Regions from separate parts of the Gossypium hirsutum genome. Here regions 2 and 3 are each linked to region 1. Evidence: chromatin contacts called from public Hi-C data. All regions are on one chromosome and are shown on one strand. The core of a region is the stretch at or near the end of the contact, and the rest is flanking DNA. Distances in the headings are between cores, read along the strand shown. Region 1 holds the start of LOC107933968 (putative disease resistance RPP13-like protein 1). Region 2 holds the start of LOC107929649 (UPF0496 protein 4). Region 3 has its middle 12 kb from the start of LOC107929054.

What was found. Hi-C and Micro-C count contacts between places; a contact is called where the count stands out from the background.
Region 2: a contact with region 1 is called in a Hi-C map of leaf, with 2.4 times the contacts expected there. The contact joins the promoter of LOC107929649 here to the promoter of LOC107933968 in region 1. A contact is called at or near these places in 5 of 34 Hi-C or Micro-C datasets (callus, hypocotyl and leaf).
Region 3: a Hi-C map of leaf shows a contact between it and region 1, with 2.7 times the contacts expected there. The contact joins the enhancer-like site here to the promoter of LOC107933968 in region 1. A contact is called at or near these places in 2 of 34 Hi-C or Micro-C datasets (both in leaf).

The regions. Positions count from the first base shown.
Region 1 is chrA08:107,568,994-107,572,240 of Gossypium_hirsutum_v2.1, reverse strand. LOC107933968 (putative disease resistance RPP13-like protein 1) reads right to left here and starts at 1,697. Exons shown (of 3, transcript XM_016866289.2): 1 at 1-1,697. The coding sequence starts at 1,276. LOC107933956 (a long non-coding RNA gene) reads left to right here and starts at 1,767. Exons shown (of 2, transcript XR_001693770.2): 1 at 1,767-2,467; 2 at 2,758-3,240.
Region 2 is chrA08:107,140,064-107,143,310 of Gossypium_hirsutum_v2.1, reverse strand. It overlaps LOC107929649 (UPF0496 protein 4), which reads left to right and starts at 1,752. Exons shown (of 1, transcript XM_016861140.1): 1 at 1,752-2,693. The coding sequence starts at 1,752. The coding sequence ends at 2,693. LOC107929682 (agamous-like MADS-box protein AGL15) reads right to left here. Exons shown (of 8, transcript NM_001327305.1): 8 at 3,165-3,231. The coding sequence ends at 3,165. LOC107929634 (a long non-coding RNA gene) reads left to right here. Exons shown (of 3, transcript XR_001692868.2): 3 at 1-491.
Region 3 is chrA08:107,861,459-107,864,705 of Gossypium_hirsutum_v2.1, reverse strand. No RefSeq gene overlaps it. Among protein-coding and RNA genes, the nearest start is that of LOC107929054, 12 kb to the left of the region's middle. Within about 2 kb of position 1,460, at least 9 of the 9 cell types and tissues checked have an H3K27ac peak or open chromatin away from gene starts, as enhancers often do. A contact at or near this core is called in leaf, where this site is marked.

The DNA of each region.
Region 1 (3,247 bases), core at 448-2,947:
GATAATAGTAGCTCAACCTCAGGGCTGGTAGAATATCACAATTTTTTTCTGGTAAATCCCATATCTTGCTATTCAGTATATCTTCCCATTCATGATAACCTGTCTTGCAGCGCAATAGGCCTGCAAGGGTTTTCACAGCCAAAGGCAAGCCCTTACACCTTTTCACAATTGCCTCACCAACTACTTTTAAATTTGGATGATTATCAAAATTTGTACTCCCTAAAGCATGTTGTGCGAACAAAGACAAACAATGATCATACGACATTTCTTTCAAATCGTAAGCAGAAACAGTTCCCATCATTGATGCAACTTGTTGATTACGGGTTGTAACTATGATTTTACTTTCTGGAGAACCTGCTTCAAAAGGACTGCGAAGAGCCATCCAGTCGTTATAGTTCTCGTTCCAAACATCATCTAGAACTATCAGAAATCTATTCTTAGACAGCTTCTTCTTCACTTCAACTTGCAGCTCGTTCAAGTCATTCTTATCTGAAGCCATTGAAGTCAATGATTCTAACAACGTTTTCATCACCCTAACAATATCAAATTCCTCAGAAACACAAACCCAAGCTCTCAATTTAAAGAAAGTCTTAACTCTATCATCATTATAAACGAGCTGAGCAAGAGTAGTTTTCCCCAAGCCCCCCATTCCAACTATGGGAATCACACGAACCCCACCCTCACATGATTCTTCCTCCCCGAAAAGACGTTTATTAATAATGAAGTCTTTATCACTCTCCCTGCCAAACACAAGAGATTTATTCACTAAAGAAGTACTGGCAATCCTTCGCTGCCCCCTATTACGGCTACCCCCAATTCTTTCTATCAAACCAAGTTCATCTTTCTGCTTAACAACCTTTTGCATTCTTGCGGTTATCTCCTTTATTTGAGCTGCCAATGAGTATTTAAAAGTAAATTGATCGAAAAAGGAATACATGTATTTTCGTATCTTGCCGATGATTGTTTGACTTTCTTCCTTTGACTTTTGACGCAGAGCCACCGTGGAAAAATCATCAAGCACATCCTCGAGATCGTAGGCCAAGTCTTTGAGTTCGTTAAGCCATATCTTAACGAGACGCTCAGTGAACTGCCTATCCTCTGCATCTTCGAGCACGGCCTGGATCTTGAGGAGAATGGTTTGCCAATTATTGAAATGGTTATGGAGCTTTTCTTTGCTAGCAAACTCCAGCAACATAGGGGAGACCAGTTCCTCGGACAAAGTCTCAAGGAGAGAAGAGATAATGTTCTCAACCACCACAGCGGTTCCACAGTCCATGGAACGGAAGCAGAATCTTTCGATCGGAACACAAAAAGGCGATGATGGTAGTAAAAAATAGAGATGGCCCACAAAATTAGGGACGACTGAGCAGGAGTTAAAGTAGAAAGGGCGAAGAAGGAGGCGTGCTTGCTTTACTTTTAACTCTTTTTGAATATAAAGGAAGCTCAAGTTTTAGTGGGTGTACGAAAAGCCACTTTTTATATATATATATATATATACAAGTACTGTAGGCTGTATGAATTAACCAAGGATTGAGTTAAACAGCCATGGTTGCCGCTCACTGGAAATGAAATCTCTGTGTTTCGCCTTCATAATAAAGTTATGATAGGTGTTGAATAAATTGAGGAATCATCTGCTTCGTTCTCAAAGTCAATACAACTGATGGATAAGTTTTTAGTACAAAAATTAGGTTTTGGCAAATCTAAATGTTAAATAAAAATTATAAGGATAATTTAAGCTTCTTGTCGGAAAGCAGAAAGGAATCTCAAAGTTTTTTTTTTTTTTTTGTAAAAAAAACATAACTAAACAAAATACCTAAGCTACCCCGCGGTTCCAATAGTTTCCTAAAGGAATCTAAATTTAATTTAAGGTAAACTAGTCAATCTGTATGATGCTTTTCATTTTGTTGATAAAAGAAATTTTTGTAATTTCGTTATTTACATTTTAGAGTAATTTTATTTTAATCTTTTTTTTTTTGAAAAAGAGTCTGTTTATTACTTAGGTTTGAAAAACTAACTAGAGAAGTCCATTGCAGTCTCAAAACAAAATATAAAAAAACCAAAAACGGGAAATAACAAAAAGAGAGAAAAACTAAAAAAGGCATGGTCTTCTCCATCCAGCAATCTTTCAGACTCTTTGCGTGTCTACAATCCCTAAAAATAAACGGCTAAATCTTCCAAATTCCGACAATGAATCGCCCAGAAAAAAAAGCTGTTGAGACAAGCAACCATATTTCGAAGTTTTTCAACTCAATCGATATCACAGAGAAGAAATTATGGAGGTCGACTGAACCAACGATTAGAATCGACCACTTCTAAAGCTTTTAATGGCGCATCTTCAACCCAGAACGAATCTCCTTCAGTTCGTAAAGCTTCAACAGCCATTGTATGCACTGCTCTATTCCCTTCTCACGCAATGAATTGAAATCGACAGAAATGGAATTTCCTCGCCAGATTCTTCGCGTCCCAGGTAAATGGTTTGGATTTCGAGTAATCCTCGCTCGTTTGTTGAATATTTTGAACAACCAGTCTTAAATCACTCTCAAGAATAGCATCTGTGAATCCCAAATCCAGTTCAAATTAGAGCATATGTAGAACAACAAACGCTTCAGCAATCACCATTGAACGAACCAAGTTATGACCTTTAAACCCCGACCCTATTATAAAACCTTTTTCTTTTCTAATAAGGAAACATGAAACTGCACGTTTTTTGGCAACAGAAAGTCCCGCATCTACATTAATTTTCACCCACCATTGCAGAAGGGGCATCCATTTTACCATGGATCGCGGCTGAGGATGCTTCAAATTCAAAGCGCTACCTTGATACTCCAAACCAAAACCCCTAATGAAGGTAACAATCTCCTTCGAACTTTGCATCTTTTTCTCATGTACAAATTTGTTTTGAGAGAACCAAAGTGCCCAAATTGTTATGGCAATCACATCTTTTCTTGTTACTAGCTGAATTCTTCAAAAGCCAATTCAACCACTCATTAAAATTCAAATTTGCCATTGAACTCGGCCACTGAACATCTAACTTGGACCAAACTTGTGCAACAGACAAGCAATCCTGAACAGCATGAGTAGATGATTTGCACAACTGTCGGCAACGCGAATATTTGTTATCAGTGATCAATGCAACGCGAATATTTGTTATCTGTGATCAATCTCCTAAAATGTAAGTTCTGATAAGTAGGTACATAATTTTTCACAAATTTCCAGAATAAAATGCAAACTTTTGAAGGACACTTTA
Region 2 (3,247 bases), core at 503-3,002, 430 kb after region 1:
AGGAAATCATGGAGTTCTAGCGAGATCATTAAGGTTTCCATGTATTGGGCCAAACAATCTTCTTTAGCTCCTAGAGATGGTTCGATTAATAATATAAGCTTACCTTATGAGGAGCTTTTACCCAGGGATTGGACCTTTCTTAATACCGATGGTAATGTTCAAGTAACATCAAGAAGAGCAACTGTTGGAGGAGTGGTACAAGATGGTACAGGTGACTGGATGAATGGGTGATTGGTTGTAACATATTCCTAGGGAATTGTTCAATTTTTGACCCAAAACTTTGGGGCATTCTAGATGGCTTAAAACTCATCTAACGTAAAGGTCATAGCAATGTAGTTATTCACTCTGATAGCTTGGAGGTAGTCAAAGCTATTCATGACAATGTTTCGAAGATCTCAAACTCTATCCTAATCAGAAGAATACACCGTATTTTGTCTTAAGAAAGTCAATGGATTTTAAGATACATTTCCAGGGAGGAGAATCAATGTGCTGACTATCTTGCCAAATTGGCCTTTGAAACGGAAAAGGATTTACAACTGGTAGAGACCCCTCTAAATGTAGTGTTAGATTTCCTTAAAGTTAATAAAAGAGGAATTTTAGTTCCTCTCGAATAGTTCATATAATTTAATTTTGTTATGTTTGTTTTCAACAAAAAGAAATTAGCTCATATCATAGGAGTTTAATTTTCATTGGCCCAACTACTTTATGATGGGATTCAGAAGCAGCAAGCCACGAATGGAGTTTTAGTACATCGCGACAGAATGGGTCGGCCACCAAACAAGTTGGGGGCAATCGAAACGAACCCATCGTTGTTCTCTTTGTATCTATTCTTCTTTCAAAAGTTGTTTAGGATATTTTGGGAAATTTTCCTTTTTTTGGTTTTTGTATTTATTCAATGATGCTGAATAATAATGACTCCACGAAATGATCCAAACGCAGGATTCAGTATGGCGTGTTGAATGAGGTTTACCATCTTTATTCCACAATTTCCCCATGTCTTGACGTTCCACTAATTTCCTCAACCCCAAAAACAACATCCACCCCATCTTTCATTAAAATAGAGTATTAAAGAATTATAAAACCCGTGGAATTCATCCAACACGACTGCCGCCATACAAGTTGCGATGATAAAGCCCAGTAGAAAGCCTTTATAAAAACGTTTCAAGTGCAATTGTCTTGAAACCCTATTGGTCAATGGTCCCTACACAAGGCTGTGCAATCAATCACTTTACTTACCGTGTAAGAACAGAAACCTACAGCTAAGTCCTACTTGTCCTTTTTAATCAACTAGATCAACGGACAATATTAGTTGCCACTTTATTGCATGCATCACCCATCATCAACATACACCCCTTTAATTAATTCATGTGTCTAATCCTTAACAAAAAGATTATCGAAAGTAATCAACAACTAGAAATATTTGTTAAATTCAAGGACTAATATGAATAAAAAATTATTTAAAGACCAAATTAAAAAAATATCATACCTGCCCTCTCCCCCAAATTGTGCTTACAAAACCGTGTTTCGCATACACTAAAATAAAAACAGGATAAGAACATTTGACTACAACTAATATGGTGGCCTATTGTTTTGCAACATGTTGCTGTTTTATGTTGAGCTGAAGCAACACCAACCTCTTGACTTTCCTTCTTTCTATAAATAAAACAAATTTCAAACAATCTTACCCAAACTCAAACGAAACCTTATCAACAAAACTAAACCCAAAAAACCTTCTCTTTTTGTTGTCTTCAATGGTACTCTTGGTACAAAGGCTTAGTAAATTATACCACAAGCTGGAAAATCACTACCACCACCACCACCACCACCAAGCAGAGGTTGATGCTTTGTCAGCCTCTCTACAGGCTTTTCGGTCTGATGTTTCGAATTGTGTGAATCAGTTGTTGCATCCAGAACCTGGTTCAGAAATCTTGTCTTTTTCATGGATTCAGCGATGTTTTGAGTTACTTCCTGTTATCAACAAGGCGTTTTTGAAGCTGGTTGGGGATATAGACTACCCCATGAGCTGCTGGGATGTTGCTTCCCTCGATGAGTATCTTAACTACGGCTTGCATTTACTGGAGCTTCTCAACTGTGTTACTTCTTCTCTTTCTCACTTGGCACAGGCTCGGCTTTCCTTTGCTCATGCTTTGAACCTTGTGGAGAGTTCACCTTCTACGGCGATTGAACATCTCAAAGCAATCCAGTCCCAAAGTTCAAGCAAGGACTTAAAGGAACTGGTGAGAAACAAGGAAGGTGGTGAGGGGAAATTGTCTTCTTGCAAGGAAAGGGTAGTCCATGAAGCTTTGATGGAGGTAAAGAGTGTTGGGTTATGGGTATTTGGGGTTGTTTTGGCTACCTTGTCTGGAGAGACCAAACCATACTTGGAGATCAAACAAGTGATTGTCAGGTTCAATTCTGCTTTGTTAATTGATGTAGATTCATGTGTTTTTAAGGTTATGGTGGAGAAAGGTGAGACATTAAAAGAGGTTAAGGAGCTGAACAGTGCAGCAAATTCCCTAGTATCAGCAATCCTTTCTGGTAAAACCAGTGTTGCAGCCATGGATTTCGGTGGAAAGTTAGGTGTTTTCGAGAAGGAGATGGATGCTTTAGAAAAGCAAGTGGATGCCCTGTTTTCGAGTGTATTGGCAGCCAGAAATGAACTGCTTAACGGTGTTCGGCAACGCAAGCAATAACATCAAATCCCCAGTTTCTTATGTAAATAGAAGAAAAAATATGCACATACAGATTTGTGTGACATTTTTTTTATATATTGTATCTTCAAAATTATTAATGGAAATAGAACAGTTTTTCTTGCTAAAGTCCGAAAATAGAACAAAATTTTCTGAGTCACCAAATGAAACCTGAACTGCAACCTCACTAATTCATGTTGGTAATGGGAAATTGCAATGGAAAGCAAAACTAGGACCATTTAGATACAAAAAGGAAAGCCTATTTGCGAATATCCTCGCTCTTTCACCTAAAGTGTATCCATTACCTGAAAAGAAACATCTATAACTTCACTGTGTTTACTTCTGTAATTTGGACAAATGGTTCTTTAAAAAACTACCAAACTAGAGTCACTTGTAGCATATCCATATCTTGGTTTTGTCATCCCCAATAGAGAGGCAAAGGGAACAGTATTAAGGAAAGAATCATATTGGCCCCTATTGGCTCTCTGAGTCATTGGAATGGCTTTCAGGTTTCTTTATCTTGTGATGATCACTAGGCAACCTGATATCAAAGAGAG
Region 3 (3,247 bases), core at 211-2,710, 290 kb before region 1:
CTTGCGACTATTCTCACCCCTGCATCCAACATCTCTGTGTACTTCCCCATTACTTGTATCTCTATATCCTATAAATTTCTTCACAAAAGAATGAAAAAAAGGAAAGAAAGAAAGAAGGAAAAAAGAAATAAATGTGGCGCTAAAAAACGTCCCAAGGTAATGCTCCCATGTAACGGGAAAATGGAATTTGATGTTTGGTGCAAGAAAGAGGAGGCGGCCTTTGATATTTATATATTCAGAAATGTTTGGTTTAATGGTTTCGGGGTTCTTTCCTTTCGGTTTCAAGCCAGCTCACATTTTCCACGCTATTCCAAGTTAGGTGGAATGAATTTCAATATCTGCCCCTACATTTTACTATATTTGTGATCTTAGTCTGTAATAATTTGTTTTCATTTAATTTTAGTATTCTTCTACTTCACAAAACAACAGTTTTTGCTCCTCATGATTCATTACTCTCTTTCTACTTCAATTCTAGTAATTTAGTCTTTTTATTTCTTCTTTTCTGATTTTATAACTGAATATCAGTTCACCACACCGGTAAAGGATTCCTGTAAGAAAAAAAAGTAACCATTTTCTTTTTTCTTCTTCATAATAATATTGCATGATATTATTAGGGGTGACCAAAACTCGATTCGATTTTGAAAAACTTGATAAAAAATTCAAATTTTGAATTAAAAAGTTCGAGTTTTTTGAGTTAACCAAGTTATTCAGATCAATTCAAATAAAAATTTAAGTTTTTCGGTTTAACTTGAGAATTATACAATTTGAATTATCCGAAATCTGAATAAGAAAAGGCAAAACTATGTTGTTTTGATAAATATTTACTCATTAAGCTAAAAGGCAAAATCATTATATTGTTTATGTACTAGATAAATAATCAATCCATATAAATGCAACATTAAGTATAAATAATAGGATTTATTAACTCAACTCGATTTGACTCGAAATTTTTTGACTCGATTTGATTCAATTCGAAAAAAAATTTAAATTAAGTTCGATTGCTAAAACAGGATTTGTCAACTTGACTAACTCAAATTTTTTTTACTCGACTCGGTTGAATACTCATTCCTAAATATTATAACCCTAATTTTAAAAACGGAAACCTTACGGTCCTAGATTCAACCATTTTTATTGTTTATTTGATCCTCTACATGTGCAACATTCACCATTAGAGAAATTTCTTTTAATGCCACACTATCCAATTTACGAAAATCCTTTTTTAGTTTCCATGCCATTATGTTGGAGCTGCAAAATAGTGTTTGTTTTTGGAATTGAATGAAGAAAACTGTTGTAGAAATTAGTGGAAAGAGTGGTTTAGAAAGAAAAAAATAAAAATACAAGGACTTGAATGCAATATTCATTTTTTTTTGTCATTTTGCCCCCAACTATATCGCATAAAGATCACCAATCCGAGCAAAGTGGGGACAGAGTCAGAGACAGGGAATCGTATTTAATGATAAAGTCAAATAAGGCAAAAGGCGCGTCAGATAACGAAGTCAGACAGTCATTGAATTTATGCGCGGCGTGGATACTTCGCCGCGGGATGTTGTTCCAATTTTCTAATTTTGCCCTTGTGATTTTTTCCTAATCATCTAATCGCCCTTCATTTTTCTATTATTTATTTATTTGTAATTTTATGGTTACCTAGCAGGATGATCACGTGGCTGACTGGTTCTACCGTGGCTTGCCGTTGCCCCACCAGCCTATTTTGTTTTTTTATTTCTTAAAATAATCCAATAATAGTAAAAAAAATAATTAACAGGAGCACTGTTTCATACATTTAAAAAATGTTAAAATTTTATTACACAAATTTTCAAGTATTATTTTGTGTCACAAAATTGTTTGGTACTAGTATTATATCCCCGCTACGCAGGGTGTTAAAATTTTTAGTTTAGTTTTAAAATTTAATTTTAAAATAACTTTTTTATTAAATTATAATTCTCTAGAATTGAATGTGTGAATTTTAAATCAAGAGACCAATTAATGCTTAGATGAATTATTTTAAATATATCATTTTAAATCAAGAGGTGAATTAACTATTTAAATACATTATATAAGAATAAACAAAAAAAATAGCAAGTAAATAAATTATTATTATTTCTTTGATACAATATTAGGAGTAGGGGATGGGGGTTACAGGATTCAAACCTGTGCTAAATAGGTGTGAGCGTTCGATCGAGTCGAATGAAAAAATTTTGAGTTAATCGAGTTGAAGAATCATATTTTATCATCCTAATTTGATTTGAAATTTTCTCGAATCGAGTCGAGTGAGATGGAATTCGAATCAAATTGAATCGAATATATTTGTTCGAGTTAAATTTTAAAAAATAATTTTGGGTCCTTGTAACTACTGTCACCCATCGTAATAAAATTTGTCCACCGTAATCAATTTTTTTATTACCTTTCATCACCTCATAATTTATTTATTAATCTTTTATATACGGGTTAGCTTCTTTGCTTGTTTAGTTGTTTCAATTATCTTCATATTCTTGTCACTATATATATTTGGAATTTAAAAATATATTAAATGTAAAAATGTGATTTTTTAATAAAAGTTATTTTAAAGATAAAATGTGAAATTGATACCGATATAAAATTTTAACACGAATATTTTATAGCATCATTAATAATTCAATTTAAATATAAATATTCAATATGACTAAACAATTCAATAATATAAATAATATAAAATATGAAATTTAATTTAATAATATAAATAGTAGATATAAATAAAATTATTACTATTTGTGTTTAGGGATTTTTTTTGGATAATTTTAATTTTTTATTTGGGAGTAAAGAGTGAAAAGTAAAAGTTTAGGGGGAAAATAAAAAGTTTTAGAGAGTAAAAGTTTAAGGGAAAGTAAATAGGGGAAGTAAAATTTTGGAGGAAAAATATTTAAAAAATAGGGGGGATGGGTTTGGGGTAGATGAGGGGTGGGATGGGAAAGAAGTAAAAGTTTTGGGAGGAAAGTGGGAGGGAGTAAGAATTTAGGGGGAAAATAAAAAGTTTTAAGGGTTTTGGGGAGTAAAATTTTGAGGAAAAGTAAATGGGAGAGTAAAATTTTAGTGGAAAATGGATTTTGGGTAGATGGGGGGATTAGGATAGGAGGGGAGTAAGAGTTTTGGGGGAAAAGTGAGAAGGAGTAAAAATTTTGAGGGAAAGATAAAAAGGTTTGGGAGTTTGGGGTAAAAATGTAAAATATTATAGTTTGATATTTGAATTATTTGAATTATTCGAATTTGAAAA